Linked DNA regions of Mus musculus: regions 2 and 3 are each linked to region 1. Evidence: chromatin contacts called from public promoter capture Hi-C data. All regions are on one chromosome and are shown on one strand. The core of a region is the stretch at or near the end of the contact, and the rest is flanking DNA. Distances in the headings are between cores, read along the strand shown.

Region 1 (3,040 bases), core at 338-2,837:
AGCCTGGCACATAATAGAACTAAAAACATGTTTGCTAATTAAAATGACTAGTGACCATAACAGAGTTGGGACCTCCTCCTGATCTTTACTCTGACACACACACAAACACCTCAAAATGCATCTACCTTATAGGCTCAGGGGTAAGAGAGATGGCTCAGCAGTTAAGAAAATCTACAGCTCTGTAGAGGACGCCAGCCCAGGTCCCAGCACCCACATCAGTGATTTACAGCTGTCTGTAACTCTAGCTCCAAGGAATCAGACACTCTCTTCTGGCCTCCACAGAAATATCCACATACATAAAAGACACACAAGAACACACAAATGAGAGGAAGAGAGGAGGGAGGGAGGGAGGGAGGGAGGGAGGGAGGGAGAAGAACCCAAGTTCACCACAGCTCCAACAGTTCAAGTCTCATGGTTTTAATATTTATGTTTATTGCTTATGTGTGTGATGTCTTCCCAAGAAAGAAGCCTGTCTCATTCACCACAAGCCTATAATATCAGTAACATTCATTTATTTGATATTTATTGAGCACCTACTTTATTGTGTACCAAACTTAAGTACTAGGTAGGCACTCATGTTCTACAGGGGTCGGGGAAGGACAAACAATACATAGGACAAATAAAACCTAAATGCTTAGGGGAAAAAAAAAAAGCAGTGAAGACAAGAAGAGTGAGGAAAGGCTTAGATTCTAATGGCCCTAGTGAAGACTCCAAGAAAGAGAGCAGACAAAACAGACATCCAACCACAAGAACAAAGCCCTTAAGTCAAAGCATGTCCTGCGGTGGTGTTGGGGGTGGGGAGAGAATGTGGGGTGTAACAGACATTGAAAGTATGGGTCACGTTATTTAAAAGCCTTACAGCTCACTACAGGGAGCTTATATTACTATTGTTGTTGTTATTTCTATGATTAGTATTACTGTTATTATTACTAAAGCGCTGACCTTTGCTTGTACTGAAAGTCATCTAGGGGGGTAGGGGTGGGGCAGGGTCTAATGTAGATCAGGCTGGCTTCAACTCGCTTTGAAAGCGACACCATGCCGCCCATGCTGTGATTTTCTTTCAGAAGGGACCCAATATACTTGGGCATCCCTTACAGAAGACAGGATACAGGGTACCCAGAAACAGGTGAGACAACCGAAGCGGCAATCATTAGCATCCTGTCGGATTCTCCGTAAAAGGAGATTAAAGTTGACAGGGGTTCGCTGGCCGCCCCTTCACCCGGAAGAGCCATTCTCTAGAAGAACGGCCCCCACGCCCCAAAGAGGGCAGTCAGGCCGGGTGACGCCTGGCAGCCGTGGGTGGGCGTGGCGACAGAGCACCAGTGGGGAGGACCACGCTCGGAAGAGCCTAGTCACAGCACTCGGCGAGCAGTCGCCGGCCGGCATGCCCAGCTACAGCAAGAGAGGAAGCACGAGCCTCTTCGAACTAGGCTCGGTGTTCTGCTTCAAGGCCAGGCCCCGAACTCGGGCCCAGGGTCGGCTCGGGGCCGCGTGGGCGCCCACACCTCACACACCTTACCTGCCTCCGTCGCCGCCCGCTGCCGGCTTCTTCACTACGCCGCCGCCGCCGCTTCTCGCGCCGCTCGCCCGCGCCTCCTGATTGGCTGAGGCAGTAAGCTCCCAGAAGCCCCTGCGCGTTGCGCCGCCAAATGAACTTTATGGAGACCCGCAAGAGGACACAGGCGTGGGGGCGGGGCGGGGCCGGAGGCGGGGCTGTCGCTACAAGTAAGTCAAGGAGCTCCGCCCTGCTCCCGCCCACGTGGTTGGAGTTGACAGTCCTAGAGGAAGCATTTCCGCAGTTCCCAATGCTGGGCAGACCCAGAGAGCTCGGCCACTCGGTGTAGAGCTTCAGTCAAGTGCCTGGGCCTGTTCTAGGTGCAGGGAACACGGTGACTTCCACAGCAGACAAGATCCCTGACCTCAAGCAGTTCTCAGCTTGGCCAGGGAAACAAAATATAGTGAATAAATGCAGCAGTAATTAGGAGAGCTAAGAACGGAAAAGCAAACTAATTGAAGAAAAATGGTCGGATGGCCAGGAAAGGTGTCATTCCAACTGAAAGGTGAAAGATAAAAACATGTTTTGGAGTTTCTCAAGGGAAAAGGCTGTCTTTTGGCAGCCTGAACAAGCAAGCTAGGCTGGCCACCTGCCCCGTTGGCCAATTACAGAAAAAAGCAGTGGTGATACCCAAAGAAAAGAGATTACTTCAGTGTGGCCGCGTTGGGAACAAAGTGTGTCACTGGGATATACAAGAACCCTTCAGGAGGTTCTTAGTCTAGTGGGTAAAAGAAATTTGAAAACAGGCGCTGAATGAAAACAATTTTGTTGGGAGTTTGAGAGAAAAATAACAGGACAGGCAAGCTGCAGGTCTCAGCAGCTGCTGAGAGGAGAGACCTGGATAGGAGGAGGTTTTGACAAATGTAAAAGAGTGTGGGGCTAACTGTAAGCACTCGTGTGTGAGTGTGTGTGTGTGTGTGTGTGTGTGTGTGTGTGTGTGTGTGTGTGTGTCCTGGTGCTCAAGGAGGCCAAAAGAGGTCATCAGATCTCCGGAGTAAGATTACAGGTGGTTGTGAGGCGGCATGGGTACTAGGAACCAAACCCAAAGTCCTTTGCAAGAGCAGTATGCTGAGCCATTGCTTTAGCTCCCGTAATAGCCTGTAATCGTTAAAGAGGCACTTTTTGGATTGCACAGTCTCGAACATGTCTAATCTTTCAATGAAGGTCACCGTCCTGACCTAATGAGGACCATGTGAACACAGGCCTAGGCAAGGTTGTCACCATTAATAATTCTAGTTTGGTAGATGCCTGTTTGATAAAGTGTTCTAGTCAGCTTTGCCTTATATGCTTATAAAACATAAATACAATTAACATACAAAGATGCCCACAATGATTAGCATTATAGCTGCACAGAACTTCTTTCTGCCTGCATGTGTATGTTTGTGGTATATATTTGTGTATGTGCAGAAGTATGTGGGCAGCTATGTGCACATGTGCTTGGAGGTCAAAGGTTGCTGTTGGGTGGCTTCCTCTAGTCACTCTCTG
Region 2 (3,040 bases), core at 342-2,841, 1.4 Mb before region 1:
CACACCTTTAATCCCAGCAGAGGCAGAGGGAGGCAGAGGCAGGCGGATTTCTGAGTTCAAGGCCAACCTGGTCTACAAAGTGAGTTCCAGGACAGCCAGGACTATACAGAGAAACCCTGTCTCGAAAAACCAAAAAAAGAAAAAAGAAAGAAAAAGAAAAGGAAAAAAGAAAAAGAAAAAAAGACCCAAACTCGGCAGGATATCTTGTTCAGTAGAGTGTAAGAGCTCAACTAAATCCTAGCCATACAGTGGTGACACACACCTTTAATCCCAGCATCAGGGAGGCAGAGGCAAAAGGATTGCTGAGTCTGAGGCCAGCTTGGTATACAGAGCCAGTTTATGTCAGCCAAGGCTACACAGAGAAACTCTGTCTCAAAAACATTAAAAAAACAAAAACAAAAGACTCCTAAATCTTTCTCTATGACAATGGGGAGCCAATAAGTTGACATTTGGGGTAGAACTCTGTGGTAGCATGCTTGCCTGGCATGTGAAACGCTCCAGGATTCACCCCCAGTCCTGGAATATTCTTCAAAAACATGGCGGTCGACTCTGAAGAGTCGACTTACAAAGGACTGTGAGGTTGAGAAGCAGCCCAGGGAGCAAAAATGAGCCTTTCTGTTGTTGAAAAAGTAAAAATGTGGTGTTTTACTTTGAGAAAAAGTACCTAGAAATAGACAGAGACAAAATTGATACCCTTCCAAACAAAACTTAAAGGACCTAACGGGAAATGAAAGTAACCATTGCAAGTTACGCTCTTGGGACAAACTCGTACTTGAAGCCATAGAGTCCAAGGTTCGAATCCCAGTTCACCATTTACTGGAGGACCCTGGCTTTGTTAACCCAGCTTTTGTTAGGTTTATGGGAGGGCAAAAGGCTTAATACGGGAAGCTGCAGTTGCCATTTTTCAGTGCGACACTGAAAATTGTTATGAGCAACCTTTTACCGAGGACTGCCTTGGTTAAGCCAGCACGGACTTACTGTGGAACCCTGGCTGAGGTACTCACTCTTTGTAGAATTGCCTAAGCGAGAAGATGACAATTTATCCCCCCATCACAGACTCCCATCCCCTGATGGACAGTCGGTCCTCGGAAACAGGCTGCAGACACTGTCATAATTGTGCCGAGTGCGCATGACAATCTGCAGTTCCCAGACTTCGAAACTTCAAATAAGTTTTATGGAAACCATGAATAGAACCAAGAGACCCTGAGATGATGGGCTGGAGCCAAAGCCAATGACTTTGGAAAGTTTGAAGACTAAGATCGGTGGCGGGAGAGTCCTCCGAGTGCTGTGCAGCTTCCCGGGACCCCCGAGGACTCCCACCGCCTCCAGATCTTGGAAACCTCTGCCCCGGCCGGGCTCGCCTCACCTGAGGGAGCGGATGGTCCGGCTCGGAGCCCGCGCCCCGCTCCAGGAAGAAGGCTCCCAGGCGCGGCATGGGCGTCTCGACCCGCACCGGCAGCTTCTCCTGCGACATCAGGATGTCGTCCAAAGACAGGAAGTTCTCCTCCGGCCCCAGAGCGCCCGACTCCACTGGGAAATACGCCTCGGACATGGCAGCTCGCAGCACAGTCAGGGATGAGGAGGGCGCGCCACCTCAGCGAACTAGGGCCGGCTTCAAACTCGCTTTCCCGCGCCGCACTCGCCAGACCCGAGCAGTCGATTTCGGCGAGCCTGCGGCCGCTCAGGCAAAAGCAATCAATAAGGTCACAGATTGGGTCCAGTGTCCCCGCCCAATGCGGAAGCCCTGGATGAGTCGGCCGGAAGTCCTCCTGCAGCTTGTAGACTAGGCTGGGGAAGGTATATGAAGCTTGAACATCATTGAAGGGACAGCATGTGTCTGTACTAACGGAACTGTGTTCATGCAGCCTTTAAATACACACATAGAATTTAAAAACATCTTTGGGGATTCAAGTAATATCATTTTACACTATGTATTCCAGCCCTCATTAATCCCGCTTTTATTGCATTTTCACTGGTAGGTTAATTATTGTCTTTGAAAACAACAGAAGAAACTAAAACGCAAGCACTAGTCCAAATGTTTAACTGTGTGCTAAGTTACAAATTATTTGTAGTATTTTGGCCGGGTGTAGGTTCAGGTGGGGTGGGAGTCTAGATGGAGTGGTAGATTTATATATGGCTGGAAGATCTGAAGTTCAGGGCCTTGCTCTACTGTCAACTGGCAAAGTCCTCGTGTGGTGATCAGTTTGGGTTCCTGAAAGAGGAAACTAGACCAGTTTCCTAGTCTTTTCACAGCCACTCTGCAAGCGGGAGCTCCTATATCAAATGCGATCACAGGTAGAGTACCTGAGAACAAAGGAAAGACCACGGTTGCTTGGTTGCTTGGTCCTAGATTTGGCGGTACATACATGAATACAGGTTGAGGCAGATTGTTGCGAGATTTGCTACCGAATTTACCTACTGTAGGAGGGCATTCCTGAGGTAGTGGTTTGTGAGCAACACAGGAAAGGGGGCGAGCATGCCTTTCATCTTTTGTATTCCTTTTTAGTTTTGAATGAAATAATTTGTTAATGTATTTACATAATTCACTACATTTAAGCAATAGCCTTCTAAATATGGACTAGAACTTTACATATGCTAAGCAATAGTCACTTGCTTTTTCTTGCCAAAAACACTTGTATCACATGAATGCTTGAAGTATTTACACCACTTTCTTTACTTTTTATTCCTCTTCTTTTAACAACCATTGCTCTAGTCAGTTTAAGACATTTTATTCCAGACAGCTACTTTAAAAAGTTGCAATAATGTCAAGCATGCTGGCACATGCCTAGAATCCCTGGACTGGGGAAGCCAAGGCAACAGGATCTCAGGGTCGAAACAAGACCAGGTTATAGGGCAAGGCCTTATCTCTAAAACAATTATGACTAATGTGCTTGTTGACAAGAGCGGGTCAGAAGCAGACCCAGGGTGTGAGCTAGGCATGTCCTGTAACTACTGGCAATTTTCTGCATGTACCCAGTTCTTATATACTGCTGCTACCCAATTCACAATGGTTCGACTCACAATCTTTTACTTTACAGTG
Region 3 (3,040 bases), core at 381-2,880, 1.3 Mb before region 1:
AGTGTGCAGCCTCAGGGGTCGCTCTCAGTCTCCTTTACTCTAGAGCAGCACCTCAAGTTTTGTTTTGGCTGTGACACTGTTATTTTTTAGCAGTGTGAACTAGATTTTTTTGCTGAACTGTCCCTCAGTTTGGCCGTGTCTGGTTGGATGCAGGTTGAGCTTTTTTGACAGCAATGTGATGAGTGGTGTGTCCTTTCTCTGTGCGTCACACAGAAAGTCAGCTGGTCCATGCATAATATGACCTTCAGGGTCCCCTTTGTAACCAGCATGGTAACCGTGGGCCAAGAGCACTGTGTTGACTGAAGGCCTCCTGCCCGGCAGACACTGAGTGACCTGGTGGTGATCACCCAGCCCTAGTCATGCCTTCACATTGTTTTCACAGGGAGGGGACAGATGGCAAACCAGGAGAGGACTCATGCCAAGCTGTAGTTTTACGAAGGGCATGGAGGAGTCGCTGAGAGAAGTATCAACTTCAGAGAAAGTGGCCTCTAAGGTGAGATTTGAAAAAGAAAGCCAGTCATTTGTGGGGTGGCAGCGGTACCCCGTGGCCAAGCTCAGAGAGAAGAAGAAACTGAAAGACGGGCATGCGCTATTCTCAGGGAAGGAAAGGTGTAGAGTTTAACAACAGCGGGAACATGTAGTGTTTTAATATGGAGCAGTCCTTAGTCTCTGTACAGCTCTGTGAAGTCGGTGCTGGGTTGATGCTACAAAATCTGTAGCACGGAGACGTTGAGTCATTGGTTCAAATCTGCATTCCTTGCAAACTATGGAACCGGGACTTGAACCTCGATAGTTCGGTATGTGAAGAAAGAGGAAACGTGGCCTCATCTAGAAAACAGTGTGTGGGGGGGAGGGAGAGGGGGAGTTTAGAGTCAGAGCAACCTGGGCTGGAAGAAGAGATCCTTGTTGTTAAAGAATATGAACAGGAAAACAAGATAGCCGGGGACCCCAGGACATCAATGAGAGAGAAGACTGTTCAAGAAGTCCTCACTCCCCAGCTCTCCCTCCTCCCAAACAAACAAACAAACAAAATGGATATTTACATTCTCAAAGTATGATCCACAAATTACAGGTTCAATACAAAGGGGGAAAAACCCAGTTAACTTTATGGGGAAACTATCTGGTGGGCTCTGGTTTAAGCAAGTGGCCCAAAGGATGGCTCAGTGGGCTCTCAGGGAGGAATCTGGATGGGGAATTGGGAGGCGAGGGTAGCTTTAGGACTAGTTTGGTTTTCCTCTTGAAGGAAGGGATCTGTGGATGGCAGGGTGGGGTCCAGAGTGGGAAGAGGAGTGAGGAAGGGGGACAGTTTGAGGGGAGGGTTCTTGGGTTTCAAAGAAAGTCAGCTCAGGGCCAATATGGGAGGTCGTGGTGGGTGGACACGAGGTGACTGGACAGTGGAACTATGCTAAGCGCGGCGGCAGTCAAAGGTAGAGACTTCTGGGGGGTGGCCTGCAGTTGGGCAGGCAGCCGGCCACATTGCTTGGAGGGTGGCGAGCTCGCTGAGGGGGCGGGCGCCGGCCATAGTCCCCCCGCACTGTAGGGGGCGCTGTGGGCCGGGGCGGGCCGGGGCTGGGCGGCGGCCGCTCCTGGCGAGTGCGGCCCCTTTTCCGGGTTTCCTCCGCCTCCTCCTCCTCCCTCTTCGCCGCCGCCGCCGCTGCCGCTGCCCCTCTCCCGACCGGTGGCTGCCGCTGCCGCCACCACCGCCTCTGGGGGGCCGCGAGCCGAGCGGAGGCCTCCGCGGAGCACGAACCCCGCCGTCCCTCCGGCAGCCGAAGGCCCCGGGCCGGCTCGGCCGGCGCCTTCCGCGCCCCCCGGCCCGAGCGTCCGTCCGTCCGCCCGCCCCCGCGGGCCCGGCCTGGCGCGGACGCCCGCCGCCGCCGCCGCGCTCCTCCTCTTGCTTGGGCAGCCCGCGGCCCGCCGCTTCCCGTGCCTGCCGCCCCGCGCCCCGCGCCGCGCCGCCGCCGCCCTCGGCGCCCCGCGGCGCCCCCCGGTCCCGCCCGCCATGCCCGGCCCGGCCGCGGGCAGTCGGGCCCGGGTCTACGCCGAGGTGAACAGCCTGAGGAGCCGCGAGTACTGGGACTACGAAGCCCACGTCCCGAGCTGGGGGTAAAGCCGCCGCCGGCCGCCCCACGCGCGAACCGCACCCGCCGGCCGCTCGGCCTCGGGGCTGGCAGGGAGGCCCGGCCCCGGCCGCACGTGTCCCCGGCCTCTCCTGTCCGCCCTGCCTCGGTCCCCGGCTCAGCCGCCGGTGGGGAGAAGCGTGGGGTCGGGGGTGGGGGCGGCCCTTCCTCCTCAGACTTTGGGCTTCCTATGGGTTGGGAAGTCCATGGCTGTCCTCTTGAGCTGTTGAAATCTCTACCTCTTTACTTTCTGAAATGAGGCTGGGTGGGAGGGTCATTTTGAAGAGGGGCAGATTGTCTAGAGCGGGCAGTGCCCCCTGGAAGGTGTGAAATGGGAGGCAGGTGCCGTGGAGCCACGGGCAGGGCACCCCAGTACCACCAGGGGGGATGCTTCCCTTAGTCCCCTTAATGGCTCCTGAGGCCTTGTAGCTGCCCATTCCTCTTCTTGTTAAGAGTCAGTTAGGTTAGGAGCTCTGCAGAGTGAAGGGAGCCAAGCTTCTGTGTGGCTCTCATTTAAGAGAATGAGTTGCTGTGTGATGGTAGGAATACTTCCGAATGCTTGATTAGTTGGAGATGGCGGATGGATGTGTGGTGGACAGAGGCTTGCTTAATCCCAAATCCTGGCATTTATGTATATCTCTTGCCTTTCACAGTAATCAAGATGATTACCAACTGGTTCGAAAACTTGGTCGGGGCAAGTATAGTGAAGTATTTGAGGCCATTAACATCACCAACAATGAGAGGGTGGTTGTAAAAATTCTCAAGGTGAGTGGCCAACGGTGGCATGTAACCTTTCCCCCCACAGGGCAAAAGAACCAGCTATCCCAGAATAAGCATCTCCTACAGGACTCCTACCATGCTTTTCCTTGTGAACTTTTGAGAAAATGTGCGGGCTGGTCTTAATTCTGAGTTTGGTAGGT

The links. Promoter capture Hi-C pulls out the DNA fragments that hold promoters and counts their contacts. Capture Hi-C pulls out chosen DNA fragments and counts their contacts.
Region 2: a promoter capture Hi-C map of pre-B cells shows a contact between it and region 1, with 3 times the contacts expected there. The contact joins the promoter of Gins3 here to the promoter of Nup93 in region 1. A contact is called at or near these places in 2 of 39 promoter capture datasets (liver and pre-B cells).
Region 3: a promoter capture Hi-C map of liver shows a contact between it and region 1, with 4 times the contacts expected there. The contact joins the promoter of Csnk2a2 here to the promoter of Nup93 in region 1. A contact is called at or near these places in 2 of 39 promoter capture datasets (hematopoietic stem and progenitor cells and pre-B cells), 1 of 484 Hi-C or Micro-C datasets (B cells) and 1 of 9 other capture datasets (liver).

What each region holds. Positions count from the first base shown.
Region 1 is chr8:94,213,111-94,216,150 of GRCm38.p6, reverse strand. Nup93 (nucleoporin 93) reads right to left here and starts at 1,587. Exons shown (of 22, transcript NM_001357266.1): 1 at 1,520-1,587.
Region 2 is chr8:95,632,110-95,635,149 of GRCm38.p6, reverse strand. It overlaps Gins3 (GINS complex subunit 3 (Psf3 homolog)), which reads right to left and starts at 1,591. Exons shown (of 3, transcript NM_030198.3): 1 at 1,367-1,591. The coding sequence starts at 1,552.
Region 3 is chr8:95,487,410-95,490,449 of GRCm38.p6, reverse strand. It overlaps Csnk2a2 (casein kinase 2, alpha prime polypeptide), which reads left to right and starts at 1,630. Exons shown (of 12, transcript NM_009974.3): 1 at 1,630-2,106; 2 at 2,774-2,885. The coding sequence starts at 2,003.